2 separate regions of the Manis pentadactyla genome follow, and region 2 is linked to region 1. A link is a contact called in public Hi-C data. All regions are on one chromosome and are shown on one strand. The core of a region is the stretch at or near the end of the contact, and the rest is flanking DNA. Distances in the headings are between cores, read along the strand shown. Region 1 holds the start of FOXD3 (forkhead box D3). Region 2 holds the start of EFCAB7 (EF-hand calcium binding domain 7).

Region 1 (4,701 bases), core at 1,103-3,602:
GTAACCTTCTGCGACTCAGATAATATTTGTCCACATTTCTTTTTTCTCCCCCTTCTCCCCAATATTGCGGTTCCCTCTATCACACTCTCTCCCCACCTTCCACCCCCACTAATGTATCGGTTTTTCTCTGTATCCGTCTAGCTTCTTCTATCTCTTTCTGCCCTAGTTTTTGGCGGTAACTGACAACTTGTTGGCTTTTAGCTGCAAACTGCAATTACACAAAAAACAAGATTTACTTAGCCCGGAATCTAGTCGGCCTCGGGCAGGTCCCTGTACCGCGTGGGGCTCGGTCCCTTCCGCCCCGGCTGCGTCCCGCGGCGAAGGCAGCGGGACCCTTCCTGCCTCCCACCTGGGCTGTTGCTTTGCCTCCTTCCCGCCTCTGGATGTTGCGCTGGCGCTACTGTCCGCCGGGAAGGAGGAAAACAGCGGCGGGTTCCCCAGTCAAGTGGGGTAGCGGGAAAATCCGCAGCCAACGCTGGAAATCGGTATTAAGCCTTTGGGCCGGCACGCCGGACGTCGGGGCCACAGCCAGTAGGTCCTGCACGTCTCATCATTTAGCTAATCGAGTCGAGAAGTTTCTGTAAGGGCCAGACCCGGCATCAGATGGTAACACTGATTGAACAAGAGATTAGCACAATAGATCTCTAACCGAGGGGAAGCGTTACTTTTCACGCTAAGCGCCTTAATTAATGGTATGAATCAATTAATTTGACTTTTATTGTGTGGAAGGAAAAAAGCGCAACAAATGAAACTGGCGACTGGGAGTTGTTCACCCCACCCCCACCTTTACCCCCAGGGAGGTTCCAATAAAACACCAGGGAAGGGACGGATCGGTCCGAGGGAGGGTGAGAGGCAGAGACCAACAGCTCCTAGGGAGTCTGCGATCCAACCCTGTAGGGCAGCGGAATAAAAAACAGGCTCATCTGGAGGTTACTTAGAAGGCTCCCGAAGGCAGTCCCTAGAGCCGCCACCCTTCTGCGCGCATACACGCGCACGCGTCCACACCCTCCCAGCCTCCTAAGCTGCGGTGGGGCCCGCGCCCGCCTCCGCGCCTGCCTCCGGAGCTGGACCGCGGAAGCTGGACAAAAGGAATTTATGATTTTGTAAATTCCGGTTTCTTTTTTCTTTTTCTTTTGGCCTTCCGACCTTCCTTTTGTAGTTACTGGGTTGCTCGGACAGTTGCAGCCGCGACCTCTGCAGCCAGGGGCAGTGGGCAACCAGCTCGCCGCTCCAGTTACTTTCTCCAGAGGCTATCTAGATGGCATTGTAAACGGTTCCGAACCTGCGGGCCACAAAGCGGTTCAGCTGCGGAAATCAACTCAGAGATTCATTTTAGCCTCAGATCAACCCGGGGGGTGATTTATATATATATATTTAAAACATACAAAAGAAAAACCTTGAAGTTTCACGGGCGCCTCAGTGATGGAATAACTGCCCCCACCCTCACCCCAGCCCCAACCAGGAACGTCCTGCGAAGTGGTGATCCAATGAGCTAGTGTTTATATCCAAGAAATTATCTAATGGAGACTGAAGTCAATCTGTGTGTCGCACTGCCTAAAATGAACTAAGTTTACAGATTTTTCTTCGTGTGTCTAGGCTAAGTAGAAGGAACCGTAAGTTAGGCATAGACTGAAGGAATCAGAAGTACTACTTTCCACCAAGAGTTAAATCAATTTTCTAGTGTCTTCTGTAAATATTTTACTAATTATTTCCTCTCCGACTTCCTGCCCTTATGCTCCTTCTCTGGTGGGGTCAGCATTCTCTACCCAGGCCTTAGCAGACAGACTGGGCTCGGGTTCCAGGAGCCCCGTCACACTAGGCAGGCTACAGAGACTCTGGTGAGTTGGCCTAAAAATGCGGGAGGGAAGAGGTGCTGCACCTTGGATTCACCCAGTCCAGGAGCACAACTTGGAGGTGTGAAGTCCACTTGCTCCAGCGATGCCATGCACTCGGAGTCGGTTTGCGGTCCCCCCACACCCCTGCCCCAACCTCTTTAAATCCCCAGTCTTTCCTACCATCACTTACTTCCCTTGCCAAGAAAATTCGGTGTGTACTGGCCACATCCTCGCTTCCTTCTCCACCCGCTCTGCTGCTGGTTTCCAGGGAAGCTAAATCTTGAAGGGTTTAGCTAAGCCTTGAAGGAAAGAATCCACGTTATTAGCAACTGAGTACCCAGCCCACCGGTAAACCCGACCCCCGCGCCCTCCCCAGCTCCCAAGAAGTAGGGCCCCAGCCCAAGGGGAGTCAGTCACACAGTCTCATTCCCGGTGTCGTTCGGCAGTCTCAGCCCTGGTGTGGCGCATAACCTGGAGGCCCAGAAGCCTCTTCCGGGCCCCACTCGACTTACCCAGGCCGCTGCCAATCCCGGCTCCTTCCCCAGCGCCTCATTTCCGACTTTTTCACATGCTAAGTCTTTTAACAACTCCGAGCAGCTTGTTACGTTTTCTATATTTATAGGTTCCCTGTTACTTTACGTCGTTTTTATTTCTCTCGGCAACTATTCTAATAGATTATTCAATGGCCATTTTCTGACCTTCGGGATCCCCAGCTGATGTTGGACGCACGGGGGAAAAAAAATGTATATATATATATAAACACTCCCACAGCTAGCCGGGAAAGCAAAGGCTGGGGCCCGGGTTGTTTGGCTTTGGGGGCAGGGGAGCGCGTGCAATCAGTGGGTGTTGCCGCCGAATAAGCACTGAAGCAGGAGGGTTGGGGGTCTTAAGTCCAATTAGCAAAACGGAGCCGGATGCGCATCTCTTACTCTTTAGAGCTAAAAAGAATAAAAACACAAAGAAAAAACAGATACTACCAAGCTCTGTCGCCCAGTCCCTTCCTAAGGAGTGTTGGCAAAGGGGACAGGGGAAAGGCAGAAATGCAGCCGGGTCCGCCTGACGCTCACAGGCCCACGCCCTCGCTTGCTCACACCCATCCTTCCGCACTGACACCCACAGGCTCCCTCAACCCCAGCGCAGAGCTCCAGCCTAGGCTGGGGTCCCGGGGCAGGCCAGGGCGCCCTCGGGGGTCCACGGGACGCTGGCGCACGGTGCGGCGCTGAGTTGAGCGTCCCTCATCCCTTTGTTGACAATTCCCTGAACCAACTTGAGTTTGGCCGGCACCGCAGCGGCCCTGACGTCACGCGCGGTCACGTGGCCCCGCCTCCCACTGGATCTTTAAGTAGAAAGTAATCTATCAGGCCAGTCCTTAAAACGGGACTTTCGACTACGGGGGCTTCGGCGTCCCTGACACCCCCTCCCTCGTTGCCCCTGCCCGCGCCCTCCCGAGCTGCTTGGTGCCCGGCGTCCCGCGCCCACCCGCCTGTACCGCTCCTTCTCCCCACGCCCGGGCCAGAGGCCGAGGAAGGCGGGCGAAGTAAGGGGGCGCGGCGTGAAGAAGCAGCCGGGGCCGGCAGCAGCAGCAAGCGCCTAGTACCGAGCGCCAGGGACAGCAGGAGTTTGCGGAGCGCGCCCGCGGGGGGCGGCCCGCAGCGCCCGCGCCGCGCAATGCTGCGCCGCCAAGAGTGAGCCAAACCGGGAGGGCCCCGAACCACCTAGGTCCCCCTCCCCTCTCCCAGACCCCCGTCTTTCGGGGCGCCCAAATCCCCTTCCCCTGATCTCAACGGCAGCCCCTGACGACCCCCATCGCCTGCCGCTCCTTCTCCTCCGCTGCCACCAACCCCGAGGAGGGATGACCCTCTCCGGTGGCGGCAGCGCCAGCGACATGTCCGGCCAGACGGTGCTGACGGCCGAGGACGTGGACATCGATGTGGTGGGTGAGGGCGACGACGGGCTGGAGGAGAAGGAGAGCGACGCGGGCTGCGATAGCCCCGCGGGGCCGCCGGAGCTGCGCCTGGACGAGGCGGACGAGGTGACGCCGGCGGCACCCCACCACGGGCAGCCTCAGCCACCGCACCAGCAGCCCCTGGCATTGCCCAAGGAGGCGGCTGGAACCGGGGCCGCACAAGGGGGCGAGGCGGGCCCTTCCGAGGCCGACGGCTGCAAGGGAGGAGTTGGCGGCGAGGAGGGCGGCGGGAGCGGCGGCGGGCCGGGTTCGGGCAGCAGCGCGCCGGGCGGCTTGGCTCCGAGCAAGCCCAAGAACAGCCTGGTGAAGCCGCCCTACTCGTACATCGCACTCATCACTATGGCTATCCTGCAGAGCCCGCAGAAGAAGCTGACCCTGAGCGGCATCTGCGAGTTCATCAGCAACCGCTTCCCCTACTACCGGGAGAAGTTCCCCGCCTGGCAGAATAGCATCCGCCACAACCTCTCGCTGAACGACTGCTTCGTTAAAATCCCCCGCGAACCGGGCAACCCGGGCAAGGGCAACTACTGGACCCTGGACCCGCAGTCCGAGGACATGTTCGACAACGGCAGCTTCCTGCGGCGCCGGAAACGCTTCAAGCGCCACCAGCAGGAGCACCTGCGCGAGCAGACGGCGCTCATGATGCAGAGCTTCGGCGCCTATAGCCTGGCGGCTGCGGCGGGCGCTGCGGGGCCCTACGGCCGCCCCTATGGCCTGCACCCCGCGGCCGCGGCCGGCGCCTACTCGCACCCAGCAGCCGCGGCTGCGGCGGCAGCAGCGGCGGCGCTCCAGTACCCGTACGCGCTGCCACCCGTGGCACCTGTGCTGCCGCCAGCGGTGCCGCTGCTGCCCTCGGGCGAGCTGGGCCGCAAAGCGGCCGCCTTCAGCTCGCAGCTCGGC
Region 2 (4,701 bases), core at 1,507-4,006, 200 kb after region 1:
ACATAGGCAAAAATCTCTTGGACATAACACAAGCAACTTCTTCATGAACATATCTCCCCAGGCAAGGGAAACAAAAGCAAAAAAGAACAAGTTGGACTATATCAAACAAAAAAGTTTCTGTACAGCAAAGGACATCATCAGCAGGACAAAAAGACATCCTACAGTATGGGAGAATATATTCATAAATGACATATCCGATAAGGGGTTGACATCCAAATTATATAAAGAGTTCATGCACCTCAACAAAAAAGCAAATAAGCCAATTAAAAAATGGGCAGAGGAGCTGAACAGACACTTCTCCAAAGAAGAAACTCAGATGGCCAACAGGCACATGAAAAGATGTTCCACATTGCTAATCATCAGAGAAATGCAAATTAAAACCACAATGAGATATCACCTTACACCAGTTAGAATGGCCAACATCCAAAAGACAAACAACAACAAATGTTGGTGAGGATGTAGAGAAAGGGGAACCCTCCTACACTGCTCGTGTAAATATAGTTCAACCATTGTGGAAAGCAAATGGAGGTTCCTCAAAAAAATAAAAATAGAAATACCAGTTGACCCAAGAATTCCACTCCTAGGAATTTACCCTAAGAATGCAGCAGCCCAGTTTGAAAAAGACAGATGCGCTCCTATGTTTACTACAGCACTATTTACAATAGCCAAGAAATGGAAACAACCTAAGTGTCCATCAGTATATGAATGGATAAAGATGATGTGGTACATATACACAATGGAATACTATTCAGCCATAAGAAAACAAATCCTACCATTTGCAACAACATGGATGGAACTAGAGGGTATTATGCTCAGTGAAATAAGCTAGGTGGAGAAAGACAAGTATCAGATGATTTCACTCATCTGTGGAGTATAAGAACAAAGCAGAAACTGAAGGAACAAAACAGCAGCAGACTCACAGAACCCAAGAATGGACTAACAGTTACCAAAGGAAAAGGGACTGGGGAGGATGGGTGGGAAGTGAGGGATAAGGGGAAATAGGGGCATTATGATTAGCACACATAATGTGTGTGTGGGTGCCACGGGGAAGGCAGTATAGCACAGAGAAGACAAGTAGTGATTTTACAGCATCTCACTATGCTGATGGACAGTGACTGTAATGGGGTATGTGGTGGGGACTTGATAATAGGGGGAGTGTAGTAACCATAATGTTTTTCATGTAATTGTATATTAATGATAGCAAAATATGTATATATAAACTCAATAAAAATGCTATATATTTGGGAAGTCAACCTCAACGTTAAGGTCATGTATTTATTGTGAGAATATATTTACTACAGAAGTCTCCTATTATAACATGTACTTGTTAAAGGTTCCCCACTATCTATAACGGAACAGGAACATAGTTCAGGAAGTATCACTATTTCTAAACAAATACACACCTGTTTCCAGTAGATTTCTACTTAGCAGGGATTTTGCTACATTATCATTGCAGCTTTGCATTTGTGCTAACAAGGTTATTTTTTTTAGTGCAACAGTAAGAAGACAATTTTTTTGTTTTTTGTTCTGCTTAATTCTGGAAAAAGGAAAACTTCCTCAATAATACATAACTTTTAAGGTCTTAAGTGAAACTTGTTATCTACTGATACCTGTGGATAGGACATCATATTATGTGCTATTTCCTTAGCTGGAAAAGTAGAGACAATAGTAGCCCTGACCACTTAAAGTCCTTTTTAGGATTCAATGAGAAATGTAGGTAAATTGCTAAACAGTACCCAAATTATAATTAAAGAATCAATAAATGTAAATTATTTCTGCACATCTTTCCACTTTCATGTCAATTACTATTTTATATAATATTGCTCCACCACCTCCACTCCGCATTTTGCTACTTGGCATTTTGCTTAACCTGAGTATAATGCAGGAATAAATTACTCAAGAAGTGCATAGAAGGGAGTACTAAGCCAGACTGGGCACAAGGGATAGACAGCCTCCCCTGCTAGACCGGAAAATAACCAAAAAACTAGTGAACTTAAAAAAAAAAGTTTCTGTATGGCAGCAATAAGTAAGAAAGCTGAAGCCCAGAGTTTATGAGTGACTTGCCCAATGCTGGGCAGTTCTTTAGTGAATTGGCTATGCCTCCTCAGCTGAGAGCTGGAATCCAGGTCTCTTGAGATCCAGCCCATGAGCTCTCCCACTAGTTTATATGAACTCAATATACTAATCTAGGCTCTAAAGGGCTTTATCAAATTATAAGGCGTGTTTCAATCTACTGTCTCTTTCTCAGTATGTCAACAGGACGTGAAACAATTTCAAACATCACTAAATACAGCCCACAGCCTATAAAAATTTTCAAGAGCCTTGGAGAATCAGAATTGAAGAGCGTATTCACAAGGACTACCGGATAAGTGCGGCTGGAAGAGAGGCGGAGCTGGTTCAGAGTACCAAGCATCAGGAACTGTTAACGGAGTAGACAAGCTTTTACTCAGAAAGTAGGAAAACGTAAAAGGTAATTGGGCCACACAGTATCTACTCTTCTTGCTCACAGAGGGGCCCGACAAACAGCAGTACCTGAGGAGGAGATACCTACGGCATTTCGACATTGACAAAAGCACCACCACCGCTGGACAAACACCAACGCTACTGACAACAGAACCTTCCGAGGGAAATGCTGGAGCCTGAAAAGCGCGGGCGAGCGGGCACTCGACGCTGTGTCACATTAACGCGGTCCGCCGGAAACACCCTCTCCGCGACAGGGGATCCGAGTGTATGCGGGGACTGGGGGAAGGGAGTCTACGCCTAGGACCGCAACCAGTCCCTGCCAGTAACCTCTCTCATGTCTCTGGCCACAACAGCTCCCTAGAGAGGAGCGCCAGAGCCATCTCTGTTTCCTCTGGATTTACGATCCCTAGATTTCTAGTCGGACCATTTGGGGAGGTGCTCTACATCTTATTTCCGGTGGCGGAGAGGTGCAGTTGCCATGGTAATTAAAGAAAGGCCGAGGTCTGTCCGCCGGCGGGGAGAGGATCTCGGAGTCTGCGAAGAGAATTGGCTGCGCTTCCTCTCGTGTGAGCTGGAGTTAGGTAGCAAACAGCTCGGTGTCTCTGTCTCTTCGCCCGCTTCGTCCCTCACTGTTGGCTGCCTTTTCTCTCATGTGCTTCTTTTACTTCTCTGTCATGCTAACGCTTGTCCATGTGTGTGCCTAACCTGTACATATAAATGTAGTTTTATGCCCAGAGGAATACAAAAATAGATGTTGCCCGAGATCCACAGTGAGCGTATTTCACTGTGTAGGGGACGCTGACTGGATGGCTCTGTTTTCACTCGGCCCTTTAGAAGCCGTAGGCGCTTGTTAACAGTTTATTTTTCTTGCTATTGTGTGGCTGGTTATTTATGGAGCCGTTTGCTGCAATGTACTCTCTAGGCCCCTGTCTTGGTCTCGGGGTGGAGTTTTAAATGCAGGGGGTTGCCAGGCCCGAGGGGTGCAATTATATATTTATTTAAGCCTCAGTTTAGTCTCTCGTCGCAGAAAGGGAAAGAATAGAATTCCGGAACATTTCTGCCGTGGGATTTCCAGATGAGGGAGTCACCTTATTTGACAAGCGTATTCGAGGACAGTCCTAAGAAAAATACTTAACATTTTTAAATGGATTGCTGCAAAATGAACATTCATTCTCCCTTCCTCATTGGAACAGTTTTCGCTCACATTTGTGGGGAGATGCATTCACGCATATGTGTTTAAAACTCTGATGCTTAATTGTAGTAATACCAATTTGCGGTAACCAGACTGTGACACCTCATCCCTGTGGGGGTCCTTCTAAATCTGGTGCAATATGAAAGTGTCAGGCAGGCGGTGTGTGTATTATAAATAGGGTACTTCATCCATGATAAGCGATTATTATCTTTCTTTCCCAAGTGTAAAAGACCTATATAATTCAAGAAGGTGCAAGTGATTGAGGCCTCCTGAGTAAGAATCCAATGAGTCCTGAAGGGGACCCTACCTGTGTCGTTGTCTTGTTGAACTTGAAATATTCAATTTGTTAGGTTGGAATGTATTTTTAGAAGTCAAAGCTGTGTAAAAATAATGTTGGAAGCTGTTAGACCACCAGCACAATTCAGTGCCGCACAGTAACTGTTGTACAAGAATCCTCCACTCAATAATAAAGAAGAAACTGTTATTAAAATTTACTGCCTTTTGCTCCTTACTACTAGATAGGTGACAACTCTGTTCCTCAATTTCCTTATCTGTAAAATGGACCAAAAATACCTGACTACTGCAGTAAGGATAAATCAACACATATGACAGTTCTTTAAGCTCTTAGGAGCAGAGATGCTGTATTAACCCAAAACATTGTTAGTAGTAATGAAACGATAAAATCTCATGGTAAATGCTATAAATGGGATTTTTAAAATTTGGTCATTTTAAATGTGGGACTGCACTTTTGAGATGTTACTGAAATGACTGGTTGATTCTGCTTTGTAGAAGAATGCCAATCACATCATATCCAAATTCTCATTATTGTGGAGTTTCACTTTATCTACAGTTTATTAGCACTTACTATGTGCCCAACACTGTTCTATATGCTTCACATGTATTAACTTATTTCATCCTCATGACAACCCAGTGAAGAGTCTCTTATATAACTGTCCTCTTGTTTTGAGGGAATAGATGTGTGCTTTTCCATTGTCCATGATTCTTCTTTTGTATGGTCATCTTTGTTTTGGCTTTGTTTTTTAAAA

What was found. A called contact is a pair of places that touch in the nucleus more often than the background predicts.
Region 2: a contact with region 1 is called in a Hi-C map of fibroblasts, with 3 times the contacts expected there. The contact joins the promoter of EFCAB7 here to the promoter of FOXD3 in region 1. A contact is called at or near these places in 2 of 3 Hi-C or Micro-C datasets (fibroblasts and skin fibroblasts).

What each region holds. Positions count from the first base shown.
Region 1 is chr4:52,281,442-52,286,142 of mManPen7.hap1, forward strand. FOXD3 (forkhead box D3) reads left to right here and starts at 2,353. Exons shown (of 2, transcript XM_057500273.1): 1 at 2,353-4,701. The coding sequence starts at 3,688.
Region 2 is chr4:52,484,665-52,489,365 of mManPen7.hap1, forward strand. It overlaps EFCAB7 (EF-hand calcium binding domain 7), which reads left to right and starts at 2,757. Exons shown (of 14, transcript XR_008997026.1): 1 at 2,757-3,044. ITGB3BP (integrin subunit beta 3 binding protein) reads right to left here and starts at 2,705. Exons shown (of 8, transcript XM_057500280.1): 1 at 2,533-2,705. The coding sequence starts at 2,564.